Linked DNA regions of Triticum aestivum: region 1 is linked to region 2. A link is a contact called in public Hi-C data. All regions are on one chromosome and are shown on one strand. The core of a region is the stretch at or near the end of the contact, and the rest is flanking DNA. Distances in the headings are between cores, read along the strand shown. Region 1 holds the start of LOC123147271 (protein LHY). Region 2 overlaps LOC123147266 (a long non-coding RNA gene).

Region 1 (3,879 bases), core at 293-2,792, 47 kb after region 2:
TCTCTGAACTGCTCCTGTAAACTGTATATATGCAGCGTCAGATGAATGGAAGTGGTGTGAGTTGAGTCCTATTCCTCGTCAACACCATAGACCAACACTAGTCTTCCTTTTACACTTTTGTCATCTCTCGTGCGCACCTAAGAACTATTTCCCAGTCAGCCATCCATCCTCAAATTGCTCCAAGCCAGACACACTTAACTTTGAAATTCCTTTCGGATGGGCTCCCAAGAAAGAAGGTGTACTTTTTTTTATACGAGTAATCTATCATTCCTATTAAGTCGGGATGTCATACACTTTTAGCATGCGCAACCTTATAACTATAGCATAGTAAATTATATTTCAAAAAATTAGGTTGGTCATCTCGGTCCAAGTCTCAGCCTCGACTGCAAGCACGACCACCATCAAACGCATCGCGAGTTGTTTGGTTCCGGCCCTAAATTCATATCGTTCGCCACATACATACGAAGAATACAATAGTGTTCTCATCCTGATCAATGCGCAAACTAATAGAATGTGAACTAGGTCCTCGGTAATACTCTTCAAGGTTTAGAAAATCACTTTGTTCTTTTTTTCAGCACCGTGTGCCAGGCCGCAATCAGCATCCTAGATGCTAGTAGTTAGATCAAAATTGCAAAAGCCATTTTTGTAATAGTTGTACTAGGATCAATGCTAATTAAATTGTATACTAGCTGAGCGAATTACTCAATATTGTTGCAACCAATCAAAAGAGTGGTTGTCAAAATAGCGGACACTATTTCTTGCTACTCAAACACAAGAATTTCTTCCCATCTAGATAAAAACTAAGTAGTTGAGAGTTTGTTGCCAGGCCAATATGGTGTCCAAATGACTAGGGTACAAAACCCACATAGCACATACATACATTTCCCTTAAAAATAACCCCTGCTGTCTTGTACGTCTTCTATTACTAAATAGCTACAATACATATCTTTCTAACCTTGCCATATAAATAAGTCATGCATGCAAGTCACAAATCATTTTTTTGCATTACTCTATGCATGCAACGCTGTCATATCATAAATTCATGCATGTTAATTATTCACACGTTATTTTTTGTATTAGATCTTGTACTGGCAATATATGTGTTGGGCGATTGCAGCGTATGTATGTAGTTGACCCTTCACATTTTTGTTTTGTTAGAAATGACATTACTCTAACCGTAATTTGATTTTTTATACACTTTGTATTTCCTTTACTTTTCAGATTACATCTTCTTTCCATTAGTTTTAGAAGTCTTTTAGCAACTATTTACGCATTTCTGTTACCAAGATTCCCGAGGTACCGCGCGGGGTATTATCTAGTTTCTAATATTTTGTAAAGCATATGGAAGGTCCAGAATAACCTTGACCCTTTATTTATTTTTTCTCCCGTGAGAAAGAAAGCCAATAGTACGCAACATAAAATGCGGTGGTTTGCGATTCCAGGGATTTTACGAGGGTGCCGCAGGAAGATAGCCTCGGAGGAGGCCTAGAAACCCACAAGTAAAGATAGTGGCTGAGATTTCTCGCGGCGGCGAGAGCGACCCCCACAGCCCCCGGCCACAAACACACCTCCCCCGTGTAGCCTCCACGACCCGCAGCATACAGCGAGCCCCGCACCTGAGTACCCGACATCTCGACCCTTCCCTTCCCTTCCCTTCCTTCGTCATTCGCGCGCGCACGCACGCACGCACGCACGCTTGTTCCTCCCGCTGCTGGGCTAGCTAGATCCCCAAAGCGGACGAGTTGGCCCGGAAGCTTCGTCCGGAAGCATCGGCCTGTGGCGGCAGAGAGAGGAGCCGCTGCGCCCGGTGCGGCGGTCGCTTGAGGTGGGTGGCAGGGATCGGGGCGGAGATTCCGTTTTGCATGATGAACCGCTGGGTTGTTGATTTTTTGATTTTGTGCACGGGTTGGCTTGGTGCAGGCCGCCGCGCGGAGGGCGGGCTGGGCGGGCGACGTGGCGACCGGGGTTAGCTTGCTGCTCGCCCGAGGTAACCTGGAACTAAGAACCATACAAGTTTCCACAAATTTGTGCTTCCACTGGACGCGACGCGATTGATATATACGCCTCCTCTCGCACGTCCGTTCTTAGCTGTGCTATTTTGTCGGCTGAAAACTGTGCAGCAAATGAGCCCACGCTTTTTTGTGTGTGTGCCTGGTCGCTCTCTGTAGTTGCAGTTTTTGATTTCGCGTTGCTCTGCTTTAATGATCATGGTGCAAAAGCTCAGACTTCTGAGCGGTTGAACTGCACCTGTTCACTGAAAGCTCTGTTGTTGGAGAGGGGGGATTACGGATCAGATCATTTATACCCTTTGCTTAAAGGCATCACATCTGAGTTTGGATTCTTCTACCCGGTCTACTGTGTCGTCCAGTGATTATTTTCTTGCTCTAGCCCGTCTTCTGTGCCCTTTTCTTGCTCTAGTTAGTCCTGTCCATTTTAGTATGGTTATTAGGAATAATATTAATAGTGATTCCATGGTTTAACTTCTTGCAGCTAGAAAACTGTATGGTTGACTAGTTAAGTTAGGCACGTGGGTTTTTTTATCTTGGCTTTTTTTGCTGTCATGGGTTTGAGGTGTGCTTTTATCAGGTCTCTGATCTAATATGGTGTTGTTGGTGCTCTGAAGTTGTTTAAAAAGAACATGTGTAAGTTAGGCTTCTGAGTTTGCTATGCAGGGAAAGAACAGCTTAATTTAGTTTATAAGCAGGCGAGTTAAGTTAATTTTGGATTTGCTATGCTGGAAAGGGAGCAACTTAATCTAGTCTAACTAAGCAGGTGAGGTAATTTGACTAAAATAGGTGCTATGGTGAATTGTGCTAAGAAGAAAATATATTTTTTGTCTGCTATAAAAAATTCATAGTTTTTTTGGTTGTTGTTATGTCAATACATTTGCTATGATAAATTTTGGTCTGGCTTAAATTCTAGTGTTTGTTTTGGAAAGTCCAGGAACCCTAAATCAATATATACATATTAAGGTATGTTGCAAAATATATACTCCCTCCGTTCCGAATTACTTGTCTTAGATTTGTCTAGATACGGAGGTATCTAGCACTAAAATAAGTCTAGATACATCCGTATCTAGACAAATCCAAGACAAGTAATTCGGAACGGAGGGAGTATATGTTTCTATTAGTATTAGTTAACCGTTTTGCTTCCTGGTGAGCTCATAGATCTGTTTGCAGGCATACTGTGTTGCCCTTAAATAACGTGTTTGAGATTGTGGGAGATAAACTCATGGATGCTCCTTCCAAGGCATACTGTTAGTCGAGGTAAAGGAGGTCAATGCGATTTTAGGAGTACATGGTCAATTAAGTCAGAATCGTAAAAATATTAAGTCAGAATCGTAAAAAAATATTAAGAACAACATCAAATAGGTCAGAGGTACTGGACCAGTAAATAAGTAAGTCTGTAAAGACAATTGGTTAGTTTCTGAAGAGCCATGCCCCTTGATTTTATTTCTGTAGAATTCAGCAAAAAAACAGAAGACTTCATTTTAGAGCGCCAAACATACTCCTTCAATCTTGTTTTGTTTTTGTACTATATTTCCCTGAATGTTTTAAATGACAGACTTGTAAAGCGGAGTACCAAAGCACTTCCATAGTCTACCTTTTTTTTCTAGAATACACCATAGAAAGGTGTGTCATATTTCATAGAAGAGCAGGCAAGCGGCTAGCAGGGTAGCACAACACCTTTCAACTTATAACAACAATCTGAGATTAGCCACCACTCACGTCATGACAACAACGTCATGGAAACGTCTTGCACAGTTAAAGTATCAAGGCCGCTTCTTGACCGATGTCGGGTACCTCCATAGCACGGCATGTCTTCAGGGTAGTCCGGGTCAACGTACTTCCCACCCATAAGTGCCTACAAGAGTCGGTG
Region 2 (3,647 bases), core at 816-3,315:
TTTCATTTACTTCTCAATATAGATGTCGGACTTGCACGTTAACATCATTGCATCATGATGAGAGGAGGAAGAAAAGAAAGAGGGCAGCAGCTGGATTTTTTGTGTCGGTTGTCGTGATAGTTCAACACACCTATTGTCGGAGGAGGATTAGAGAGCTTGATGATTTCAGCGAGGATGAGACGGAGATTAAGATTAGAAAGAATATGCTTAAATAAATTTATCAAGGTTCTAATAAGTACTGTTATGATAGTTTGCGCCTAACTACATGGTCCTTTGTGGACCTATGCGCTATCTTGCGTGAAAGATGTGGTTTGTGCGACACTTTTGTGTATCAGTCGAAGAATCAGTCACAATCTTTTTGCGAGAAATATTTTGTTTGCTGGAGGTAATTAGAGGGAGAGAATGAGATATAGGTAAAAAAACACATTTGCCCTTCCTTGCGTCGTCTCCTCCGAGGCGACCCGGGGGCCCCAAAACCTAGCACCGCCAGGCTCGGCCAGCAGCTACTCCTCGTCAGGTGGCGGGCGCTTGAGGTGGGGGATGTTCGATCCCCTCTCGGTTGCGTGGCTCGGTGGATCCAGGCAGCTCGACAGGTGTCCATCCGGCAATGGTGATATTGTGTGACTTCTTGTGTGACAACGTTGGCGGCTTCGGGCGAAGTTGGGCTGCTGTTGAGCTTTGGTAGTCGGTCTCATCCGGCGGGTTCGAGGGGTTGCCGTGCCTCGCTTGTCTTCCTTGCGGAGGTGTGATGATGATGACACTAGATTGCAACCTCGACGGTGCTTTTCTCCTTGACGGTGTGTGTGTGTTCTTGTGTGGGTTGCCAGGTCGTCATGTGTGCCTTATGTTTTGCGGGCGTGTTATGATGGTTTTCGCCCGGTTTTTCGTTGATTAACTGGGCAACTCTCTTCGACCTTTTTTTAATGAATCGGGCCCTAAGGGACTGCATCTTGAAAAAAAAAACACGAGAGGTGGGAATAGATTACTTGTGCTGATGCCTTGTATTTTTTTACTCCATATATGCACTACTTGAAGGTAGTTTTGTTGATCTAGGTGGATTATGTCTTATTCTACAAAAGAAAATATATAGCTTTCTGAAATGTGATGACTTGCAATACTGCCTATAAATAAATTAAGATGGAGTTTTAGAAGCTTCACATTTTATAAATACTTCAGTAAGTTTGCTTCTCGTCATATTTGCAGGACAACAAAGAAGCCACATGTTCAAGTCTCTTCAAGTCTTACTTGAGTGATCGTGATGCAAGTTTAAGCCTCTTCAAGTCTTACTAGAGTGGTTCTGATGCAAGTTCAAGCTTCTTCAAGTCTTACTAGAGTGGTCCTTATGTAAAAGTTCAAGCCTCTTGAATGCAAATATTTATTTTTTATGGTTCTAATGCATTTGTGATGGCACACTGTAGTCTTTCGTGTTCCTTCTTAACACAAGCTATTGGAAGAAAATGGTTGAAACTGATGTTGTTCAGATCCTTTTGATCTTGATCATTGAAAATGCACAATGTGTTGAATGTACAGACTAAGATGTGCATGCTGATTATTTGTAATTTAAACCATATGGACGGGTGAATCCACATTGAAGATGCCCTAGCCACACGATATTCCTGAGTCGCCCGACGATCGACACTTGCCATCTTCGGTCGCCTCGAATAAACAAAGCCCGGCGCCACATCACGGCCTACACGGCGATAAGATGCAGACGGGTACACGAGCCGGGCACAGCGGGTAAACGGAATGGAGCTCCTTTTCCTCGCCTTGCTTCCAGGCCTCCCGCGTAGTCATGCGGGGCCCACTGCCCATGCGCTTTTCTACTACAGCCGCAAGTTCAAAAGCATCCGTCTCAACCACCAATGCAACCCGTACGGCTCGGGGCCACCCAACCCCGCATCGCCGCATGAAGGGAGGCGTGGAGAATCTGGGTCGTCCGCTGAGTCCGGCCTTCGTCAGCGACGAGTTGCCCTGCCAACATCGGACGGTTGTGACAGGGGGGATGCACAGCATCGACGGCTCAGATTGTGGGCGAGCATCGGTGGAGCGCGCGAGACCACACGTTTTGGGGTGCCCTGGGAAAAGCGTGGGGTTAGCGAATAGGTTTTAGCCAGGTGGCCTTTAGTGTGGGCCCGTGGAGCGAGGCCACTTTGGGTCATTTCCCACCGCAAATATTCAGCTATTGGTATTGACTGCCCTTTTGTGTTTTTGCCTTCGGGCCCTTGAAAGAGTGTGTTTTGAGTCCCAACCACAAATTACTATTGCAGCCCATGGGTAGTACAGACGCTCACTTATCCTACAAGAGGCTAGAATCACCGAGTACAAATACAAATGCTAAATATCTACGCCACTATATAACATATGAATAATTTTGAATGAAGACAATCTGACCATCATAGATGACAAATCTGAGTACTATTAGTCATTAGATATCATCTTTACTTCACTGGATTCTACCTGATAGAATCTAGAAGATTCCATTGTTGAGCATGAAAATGCACGAATCTTCAAACACAAGCACCAGTCCTTTGCTCTCGAACAGTGACGAATCTAGAACTGGACCAACATGGGGACAACATTGCAATGGGTAGCATTTTTGTCAAAAAATATTACAAATAGTTAATAAAGTATTGAATAACATGTGAATGCATTAGTAAAGAAAGTTCAGCAAATTGTTTATGGGGGCCATGGCCCCCACGCCCCACCCCTAGATCTGCCACTGCTCTGGAACATTCCACACATTAATTATCCAAACAAGCATTCCAAATGAATTACCGATCTTTCTTATTCACGATTTACAATGCACAATATGTACAAAGCTCAAAATACAAGCACCTCATCTTTGTTTTAGAATCTCCCATGCATTAATTATCCAAATTGTTTTATTCTAAGTGAATTACCATTCTATTCACAATATGCACAAACCTCAAAACACGAGCATTTTTTTGTTCTAGAATATCCCATACTTTCATTATCCGGACTTCTTTTCTTCTAAATGAACTATCATCCCTTTTCAACTTTGTGGTTTATAATACACATCATCCATACACTTGTCATTTTTTTCTAGGCTCTTCCTTACCTTAATGTCGCAAGTTTTTTCTTCATTTGACAAAAAATGTTGCTCACTTTTACTTCACGATATTTTTGTTCAAGGCCTATCATAACAGGTACATAAATTACATTTATCTTTGAAAATGCAAAACTAGCTACTCAAAATTGCGGTACGAGATACCTAAAGATAAATGTGTCCGATCACAAGAGTTTCATGTAGTATTATGACATGCGGTCTTCGAATATTTTGTAATTATAATCTGATTTTTGATAGGATGAAATATGTGAATTAAGTCTACATCCACGTCATGGATTAATGACTCAAAACTTACATACTTACCTTCTATAATGTGTCATGACAATCTTAACTCATACGTTGGTATCTAAGCAATGTGCAATGCACCGTGCACCTTACTAATAAATAAAGTGTAGGTTGATGAGTCATTCTGTGTGGTTGGACTACTCGATTTTTCATGATTTTTTTCAACATTATCTTCTCTGCATTAATGAACGTAGAGACCAATGAATTACACCTATGTCAGATACATAATCAAACACTAGGAAACCACTATCACACTAGAAGTTCTTTTCTAAAA

The links. A called contact is a pair of places that touch in the nucleus more often than the background predicts.
Region 1: a contact with region 2 is called in a Hi-C map of leaf, with 2.3 times the contacts expected there. The contact joins the promoter of LOC123147271 here to the enhancer-like site in region 2. A contact is called at or near these places in 2 of 5 Hi-C or Micro-C datasets (leaf and an unstated tissue).

What each region holds. Positions count from the first base shown.
Region 1 is chr7A:414,349,437-414,353,315 of IWGSC CS RefSeq v2.1, forward strand. It overlaps LOC123147271 (protein LHY), which reads left to right and starts at 1,543. Exons shown (of 12, transcript XM_044566513.1): 1 at 1,543-1,825; 2 at 1,921-1,987.
Region 2 is chr7A:414,302,311-414,305,957 of IWGSC CS RefSeq v2.1, forward strand. It overlaps LOC123147266 (a long non-coding RNA gene), which reads left to right. Exons shown (of 3, transcript XR_006473149.1): 3 at 23-1,463. Among protein-coding and RNA genes, the nearest start is that of LOC123147266, 3.4 kb to the left of the region's middle. Within about 2 kb of position 2,066, at least 7 of the 8 cell types and tissues checked have an H3K27ac peak or open chromatin away from gene starts, as enhancers often do. A contact at or near this core is called in leaf, where this site is marked.